Regions from separate parts of the Gossypium hirsutum genome. Here all the other regions are linked to region 1. The links are chromatin contacts, called in public Hi-C maps. All regions are on one chromosome and are shown on one strand. Each heading gives the region's core, a stretch centred on a gene start, on an enhancer-like site or on the middle of the called end of the contact. The rest is flanking DNA. Distances are from core to core; before and after follow the strand shown. Region 1 holds the start of LOC107915400 (60S ribosomal protein L38). Region 2 has its middle 47 kb from the start of LOC107914648. Region 3 holds the start of LOC107914648 (probable transcription factor PosF21).

Region 1 (2,966 bases), core at 32-2,531:
GTAATTTCAAATATGGACATAGGTTCAATAAAAACAAGAATGTAAAAGAGGCTCCTCCATCATGAATTACCTGGAGGAAGAGACTGCTTCAACTTGTCGGCCTTCTCAGCATCAGACACGCAAAGGGTGTACAAGTACTTGGAGCAGCGGACCTTGAACTTTACAACATCTCTGCTTTTCTTGATTTTTACAGAGGGAGCATCTTTCCTTCTAGCAGTGAGAAGGAAGTCCTTGATCTCATGAATTTGCTTAGGCTGTGCATCAGAATACAAATCTTAGGAAATAAAGCAGAACCAGAAAACATGATATTAAAAGCCTAAAGACCATCATCGACAGGTCAATTAACTGCTCGAACACAAGGAAAACACAAACTAGGACTACTGGAAATAAATAAATAAAAACTGGACATTCATGCTAACCAAACATTCCAACATTCCAAGTATTTCAGCTAAGTTTGTTAAGCAGCAATTTAGTCCAAACTTTTAAACAATCATTTATCAAACCAGACCAGCCCAGCATTAAATGAGTTAATCTCACGACTCGAGTTGACACTGAGATCAAAAGATACAAAAAAATAAAAAATAAAAATAAAAATAAAGAAGAAGAAAAAACTCATCACCTCAATGCAATTAATAGCAATATTTTCAAGCAAACCAAGGGCAAAGTACCTCATTGAAAATATTCCAATGAAACAGAAAGAGAAAATACATACATTGAATGCACAACCATTTACCAAAGTTTCACAATCCATAAAACTATAATCTAAGGAAAAGCTCACATCTTTCACATGTCTCCTAAAATACAGAACCCAAACTATTTCTCAAAATCTTTTAAACCAAACCAAATTTCAACCCATCTTCACTAAGAACATAAACGAAAGAAAAAAAAAAGCAAGCCAACAACAGAGAAAATAATGAAACGATTACAGGTAAAAGAGGATCTGAAGAACAAACAATCATCATTAAGAAAGTGGCATTGACCATGAAAAAAAAATCAGACTCGGAGATCTAATGAAATACATGGAGAGGGAAAGAGGCTTTATTTTACCATTTTCAACTGAAGTTTTCAGGGGAGCTTCCTCACTCTGCAGGAACACCTAAAATTCAAAGCTCGCAGTCCAACCTTGTGTTTCTTCGTTATTTGATTATATGGAGGCGTTGAAGGAAAACCCTAAAAATAGTTTACTTTGTTACCCGTTTTACCCTTGTTTAAGTGGTTTTGTTATTAAGAGTCCGAATCTCCTATCCTGCTGCTGGACTTGGACGGGATCTTTTGCGTAACAGAAATGACCTTATTATGGGCCTAGAAGGCCCTTTATACTAAAAATTCAACATCCAATCGAATCAATATTGAATAGGGATTGGTAAAATATACACACAGTGAATACTCGAATTCAATTATAATTGAAATTTAAAAATTTTTAATCACAGGATTAATTTAATTAATTTAAGTGGTTAATCAAATTTATACATATTCTTTTTTTTTTCAGATATGTTTAAAATATAAAAAAATCCATGATATTTTTTTCCTTAGTTAAAAAATAATAATAACAACACTAAATTAAAAACATAATAATAAACATTACATTAAAAATATTAATTTTTTTTTACTTTTCTTTGTTTAAGTTTTTTTACGAAGCATAAGGAAACTTTTTCATGTTCTTTTTTTCTTCCGCTGTCTTAGGACAATCCTCTAGAGAGAGATGAAATCCTGATACGAAAGGTTGATTTCCCTTCCTCGAATCGCTCATTAAATAACGTCCAATATCTTGTCTATGTATAAAGCCTGAGACAGTGCTATCACTTTGTTCTTTCAATCTCTTAGGATTCGAATACCTAAAATGAAATTAACTTCTTCCAAATCCTTCATGCTAAACTGTTGGGGGGTTAACTATAGTTTAACCGATGACAATGTTCCTACATCATTCCGAATGAGTAGAATATCATCGAAATATAGAATGAGAAAGACCACTTTTTCATTCCTTAAATGTTTATCTACATTTTGCTCAAATCCAAAAGTCTTGATTGCTTGATCAAATCTTTGATTCTATGAGTAGGACGCTTGTTTAAGTTCATATATGGATCTAAGTAGTTTGCAAACTTTATGCTCATTTTCTTTAGCTATATATTCGGTGGGTTGCATAATGTAGATACTCTCTTCAAGATAGCCGTTCAAAAACGTTGTCTTGACATCCATTTGCTAGATCTCGTAATCAAGAGTCGTCGCAATGAATAGTAATATATGGATTAACTTGAGTATGGCAATCGAAGAGAAGGTTTCTTCGTAATCAATGCCTTCTTTCTGAGTATAACCTTTTACTACAAATCTGGCCTTATAAGTTTCCACTTTTCCATTCGTACTTTTTTTCTTCTTGTAGATCCACTTACCCCTACGGGTTTTATCCATTTCGGTAAGTTTATAAGTTCCCACACTGAGTTGGAATACATTAAGTCTATCTCAGCTTTCATAGTTATTTCCCAGAGCTTGGAATCAGCATTCTACATTGCTTTGTCATATGTGAGTGGGTCATCATCTTCCTGCTCGATAGACTCAGTGTTAAGAACACTTCTGCCAGATTAGAAGAACTTAGGCCTACGAGAGACCCTCCCACTACAACTAGACTCCCTATGCTACTGATTGTTTGTAGGTCTACTATTAAGAGTTGGTTTTGAAACCATTTCCGTAGGGTTTTGTATATTTCCCAAAAGCTCCTCGAGTACCTCTTTACTTCGAGGTTTGAAGTCATTCATGTAGCTTTTTTCAAGGAAAGTAACATGAGTTGAGACTATAACAGTTTGCTCTTTTGGTTTATAAAACAAACCGCCCTTTGTTCCCTTTGGATATCCTACAAACATGCACAATTTTGTCCCTAAGTTTAACTTCCTCGTATCTTTATCCAATACATGGGTCGGATATTCCCAAATCTTAAAATGATTAAGATTCAACTTCCTGCTATGCCACAATTC
Region 2 (3,068 bases), core at 182-2,681, 340 kb after region 1:
GCATTAGAATTATAAAAGGAGATTTATAAAAATGAAAGATAAACACCAGATAGTGGGATGCTTAGTTGGTCCAACACGTACCTAGTAACTTAAATTTCAAATGATTTTATAAGTTAATGATTAACAAAAGTGGTGAGGAAGCATAGAGTATTCGAGCTCGTGCAAGTGTTTCAAGTATACTTGAAAAGCTAAAATCTTAGCATCAATCATCCATGAGATAATTCCACACACTAAATGTTTCATGATAGATTAATTAATTGGATGACTCAATCCAGATATTGCATGAAGCATGGGGCCGAAGAACCCAACTTGCTTACTATAGTCGGCACTTGCCACCCAAGGGGCAGTTGGATGCAATCTCATCATGACTAAATCCATGTGAAAGCTCTTGCAACAGAGTGGCCGACAAATATACACTCTTGGCTGTCATCATCGTTGTTCATCACCAATCTGCATTTGTCAACATCAAGCTGCAAAGTTTTTCATCTATCGGTTTCTTCTCTTCACTATCATCTTTACCTTTCAACTTATCTGCCTGTATATTTTGCAACACTGGATATAAAGAACTAATCATTTATATTCATCGAGACATGGTCACCATCGTAACCAATTTTCCATTATAATTAAAAATCAATTTGATGATATTTAAAGATTTATGAACATTTTAGTTAAAATCAATCGGTTACCTAGTCGTTTTATACTTTTTCAAAAAGATAATTTTGAAATATTAAAAGTTTAAATTCTAATATTTAATTATAGTTAATATTTAGTACACTGACAATATACTTAAATATCTTTAAAAAATTATTATGTGTCTCTTTTCTTAATATCTTACTATATCTTATAAGACACTTATTAACCCCTATCCCTCTTCGTGAAATCTAAAAACTCCTATATCAAATAATTTCTCTAATTATAACCGATAACAAAAAGGATTTATTTTCTAAGTGCAATAATTTTTTAAAATAAAAATAACTTTCAGTATTTTTTAAAATAAGAAGCAAAACTCATTAATTTACTCGGTTTGAAAAAAGACATCCGATTATTAATGCATCAATAAAATCCGACCCGACGTGTCAAAAAAAATCATTGACCAAATTAATTATCTTATTATTTAAAAATTATTTAAAAACATTTCAAGAATGCATGTAGAAAAAAAATAATTAAAATCGCATGAAGTCAACAATATTAAATACGCACATGCACACCATATCTGAGTATATAGTAATAGTACTCGCAGCAACTGAAATATTTGAGTCACGTTAAAATGGAATAAACATAATAACATAACATAATATAATGTAATACCCAATAGCCTGAAGGCTCAACAAGGATTAAAGGCCCAAGGAAAATTCAATTCAGGGCTACGTAGTCGCAATGGGCCATGTGAGAGAACTGGACCAGGTCTGTCTCAGCTGAGCCGGTTCAGCTTACGGGTCAGCCACTACAATGGAGCTCCAAACGGATCGATTGTTCAAACCCCAAAACGGTGCATTTTGCACCTAATGGCACTCCTGTATTTTTTATTTCATTTCCAACAGCCTTCAAGCTGCCGCCGCCACAACCAGCACCTCCGGCAAATCCTGTTTCCGTTCAGGCAGCCGGTAATCGACTCTCTTCCCTTTCTTCTCTGACTGGTTTTCCACGAACACTACTGCTTCTGAATGGCCGCTGTTGTTGCACCGTTGACGCTCGTTCTTCCAGTGGTCTTCTCCGTTGGAGCCGCCGGCCGATCTCCGGTCAACTCCTCACTCCGTCTATCTTTTTTTCGGGTCTCTTATTCTCTTCGTGGTTTTTTCAGTTGCTTTCTCTTTTTAGTCCATGATTCTCTCCGTGGTTTTTGCAAGTTCTTTCTCCTCTATTCTGGCGCTGGAAGGTTCTTTGGTTGTGCTTTTTAGGGTGATTTAAGAATGTGTGGTGTGTGAGTAAAATGATTTAGGGCTTTTTTTTTCTGTTTAAAAAATATTTTTTTAAAAAAGTTGTGCTAAATAAATTATTTTTTTTGTTGAAAATCATCTCTTAAAAATATTTTTGACACTTAATTATTTTTTATCCCTCTAATAATATAGTATTTTTTTTATTCTTTGATACTTAATTACAAATGTGTTATCCTAAACCCTAAAAATAAAAAAATTATTTTTTTAAATAATAAAAATGTGTTAACATCTAATTACAAATATTTAATGGTTATATTTAAATATTTAAAGTATAGTTTATATATTGTAATTAAATTTTATAAATAATTAATATTTATTATCTAAAAATATTTAAATTTTATATTTTATATATTAAAATAATAACAAGAAGTTATAATAAATTATTTTTATATTCTTATTAAAATATAATAATATTAATTAATTTAAACATTATTTAAATGTATATTTATTATTTGATAATATTATTACTATGTTTAAAATATACATTTTATTTGTCAAAAATAATTTTTAAAAATACTTAAATTTTAAACTAAACTTTTTAAAAATACTTCTCAAAAACATTTTTTATAGTATTTTTTAAAAACATTGTTAAACTAATCTTTATTATATGTACGTTTGAGGGTTAGTGAGTGATGGTGATGATGGTAATGGGCAATGGGTTGCGTGGTGGATGGAGATGCAAGGTTAGGGATCAACAATGGGATAGAGATGATGAAAGTGGAGAATGGATTAGCTATCAATTTAATTATTTTATTTTTTGCTGCTTCCTTGTGCAAGTATGTGGAAGCACCAAATTACAAAATTTGCAAAGCTTGAGGGGTTTATTTTCTTCGGTAAAATTTCCATTTTTTTTGTAATTTGTATTTTTTTTATAATTTAGTAAATATAATATATATCCTAGATCATACATGCTTAAAAAGTAATGGATTAAGGTCCAAAATTGAAAAGCCTAGAATAAAAACATAATCATATACTTAAGCAATTATATGTGATTTCATGGGCTCAAAACATGCTCTTAGCCTATGGCCTTGTAGCCTACCTCAAAATGGCTTAGGTTTGACATACCCAAAACTCAGTGTGTATAATCGCCGTACTACAATTTCCCAGTATGTCACCTTCAGAATTTAGCTC
Region 3 (2,764 bases), core at 53-2,552, 390 kb after region 1:
CCTCAAAAACCAAATTCATAAAAAAAAATTTAAAACCCTAAAATTTCAACATAAATCCTCATAAACATCATCACTTGCCCAATGTCTATTTCAAACCCTAAAATATTAATCGAAATATTAAATTCATAAAATTTGAAAAATAAACCAATCAAAAAATAATAGAGAAAATCAATTCGTTCTCAATGATTCAACATGACGAGGCTCGGATGCCACTTGTTAGAATCATAAATAATATCTAATATAAAATTAGAACTGTAAACCAGGATCTGTCATGTCAAATCATCAAGAACAAATCAAGAACAAAACTAGATGCGAAAGTGTACTTGAATTCATCGATTTCTTAAAATCTACGGATCTTGAGGTTTTGATCTTCCAAATTAACACACAAGTAATGTAGAGAAGGTGTCTCTCTCTATTCTAAAGATGGAATACTAGAAAAGTTACATTGTGTGTAATTTGGGGACTATAACCTTAATATCTAATCAGCTCATCATCACTTAGAAATTAGTTACTAGAGTATCTACACATATTTGACTCATACTTTATTTAATAATTAAAGCCCAATAAACCATAACCAAATTAGATCGCTTTTAATTTGGACTAAAGTAAATAATAACATGTAATTACCCTTATTATATATGTAATATCCATATTTTCCAACATGAAATATAGACATTTTAGTCATTGCACGTTAACCTTGTCGTTAATGGAATGATGTTGCATTAAATCAATTATCAAATTAAATTAAAAAGCTAAACAAGAATGAGTAGAAGTGAAAAATTGATTTTGCTTGGTTCTATTTGTTTTTTTGTACATAATTGTTGTGTTTAAATTATTCATAGTTTGGTCCACATCGGTCACCATTAAACCATATTCTTCTATTCGTTTTTAAGACTAATAAGCCTATTAATTTGATTTAATGCCACATAAACTACCGTTAAGCCACGATATACCATTAACAGAAAAGTTAAATGTGTAGGAACTAAAATGTTAACTTTTCAAACATAAAAAATTAAAATATTTATTTAAATAATAAAAAACTAAAATCAACTATACAAAAACTTACATTAAAGTTCAACCAAAATTTTAATAAGTATAATAGTTAGGAATGTGACATAAACCTAGTATACGTTATACAGAATTAAATATCATATGCAATACTTGAATTAAAATTTTTGGGGCGTATCTAATCCCAAAGGATCATGCTCAATTGCTCATATGTACACACTAATCACACCCAAATAAGTCCCATTTTTTAATATTTACCCGCGCTTATCTAATTCAACATCCACACTCGGCAACAGTTTTCCCCAGCATAAACAACATTGTACCTCAGGACACCCTAGTAATTGTGTACTTTGTTCAGGATATTTTCTGTCCGAAATGTACAATACATCGAACACTAATTTCAGCCAGCAACTGTTAATAAAAATGGCAGGAAATTTATCAACTAAGAGTCAAGTCTCTCAGATCTCTCATTCTCTAGGAAATGTATTTTCCTTCCTGTTCCTTTCCGGCCATATTATTGATTTCCTTCAATTTGATTCCTTTTATGTAAAAAGCTGGTCGTCCGTTCCACCCATTTTCTTTTCCTGTATTTTAACTGATTTCTTCTTTTCCTTCATTTAGTTTGAAGATCTTGAGTTGGATTTCTTTTTTCCCTCAAAATATTCCTTTTTCATTTTCTAAACAAATTTCTTAGTCTGTTTTTACTTTATTTTTACGTATTTCCCTTTTAATTGCTATTTCCATTTGTTTTTACACTTATTCCCCCCCCCTGTAGTATTTGATCTTTGTTCTCCTTTGGGTTTTACTTCGGAAAATCTAAAGATTAGACTTGAATTTTAGTTCCTTTTTTTAGGAAAAAAATCTGGCAATATTATATTTTTCCTCAAATGGAAAAGGATAAATCCCCTGGCTTACTGCCACCGTCAGGTCGATTTTCGGGTTTTTCATCTTCTGGAATTGCTCCAAACAATTTCAATCCGAAAACCGAAACGGGTAGTTTCGGTCAAACTTCGGAAAACAATCATTTCAGTCATGATATTAGGAAAATGCCTGATAATCCACCAAAGAAATTAGGCCACCGCCGTGCCCATTCCGAAATACTTACTCTTCCTGATGATATTAGCTTCGACAGTGATACCGGCATCGTCGGGGCAGCCGACGGGCCTTCGTATTCGGACGAAGCAGAGGAGGATTTGTTTTCTATGTATCTCGATATGGATAAGTTCAATTCTTCTTCTGCCACCTCCACGTGTCAGGTTGGCGAGTCGTCCGAAGCGGCTGCTCCGGTGGCTGTCCCAGCGAAGTCGGGTTTGTCGTCTGGGGAAAATATTAGTAATGGTATTGGGTCTTCAATGAAGCCTAGAGTAAGGCATCAACATAGCCAGTCGATGGATGGCTCGACGAGTATTAAGCCGGAAATGCTTATGTCTGGTTCGGAAGAGGTTTCACCTTCTGATTCTAAGAAAGCTATGTCCGCTGCTAACCTTGCTGAGCTTGCTCTTATTGATCCCAAGCGTGCTAAGAGGTTCTTATTTTTTATTTTTATTCATTTCAATTTCTTTGATATGCTAAGTATTTGATTATGAATTAAGTTAAAAAGATTCATGATAAATGTAGGTTGGGATTTTATTCTTTTCCTGTAGTTTTCTTTTTATGAGTTTGGCTTTTAGATTTTGGATTGTAGGTGTGATCGAACTCTTGACTGGACATAGAGATATGGGTGTGTTGCGTGTTAGTGAAGGAATCGAGCATCGTG

The links. A called contact is a pair of places that touch in the nucleus more often than the background predicts.
Region 2: a Hi-C map of leaf shows a contact between it and region 1, with 4 times the contacts expected there. The contact joins the enhancer-like site here to the promoter of LOC107915400 in region 1. A contact is called at or near these places in 7 of 34 Hi-C or Micro-C datasets (anther, callus, leaf and 1 more).
Region 3: a contact with region 1 is called in a Hi-C map of leaf, with 3 times the contacts expected there. The contact joins the promoter of LOC107914648 here to the promoter of LOC107915400 in region 1. A contact is called at or near these places in 7 of 34 Hi-C or Micro-C datasets (hypocotyl, leaf, petal and 1 more).

What each region holds. Positions count from the first base shown.
Region 1 is chrD10:22,645,867-22,648,832 of Gossypium_hirsutum_v2.1, forward strand. It overlaps LOC107915400 (60S ribosomal protein L38), which reads right to left and starts at 1,282. Exons shown (of 3, transcript XM_041102213.1): 1 at 1,048-1,282; 2 at 71-254. The coding sequence starts at 1,050.
Region 2 is chrD10:22,985,465-22,988,532 of Gossypium_hirsutum_v2.1, forward strand. No RefSeq gene overlaps it. Among protein-coding and RNA genes, the nearest start is that of LOC107914648, 47 kb to the right of the region's middle. Within about 2 kb of position 1,432, at least 9 of the 9 cell types and tissues checked have an H3K27ac peak or open chromatin away from gene starts, as enhancers often do. A contact at or near this core is called in leaf, where this site is marked.
Region 3 is chrD10:23,033,048-23,035,811 of Gossypium_hirsutum_v2.1, forward strand. LOC107914648 (probable transcription factor PosF21) reads left to right here and starts at 1,303. Exons shown (of 5, transcript XM_016843619.2): 1 at 1,303-2,533. The coding sequence starts at 1,896.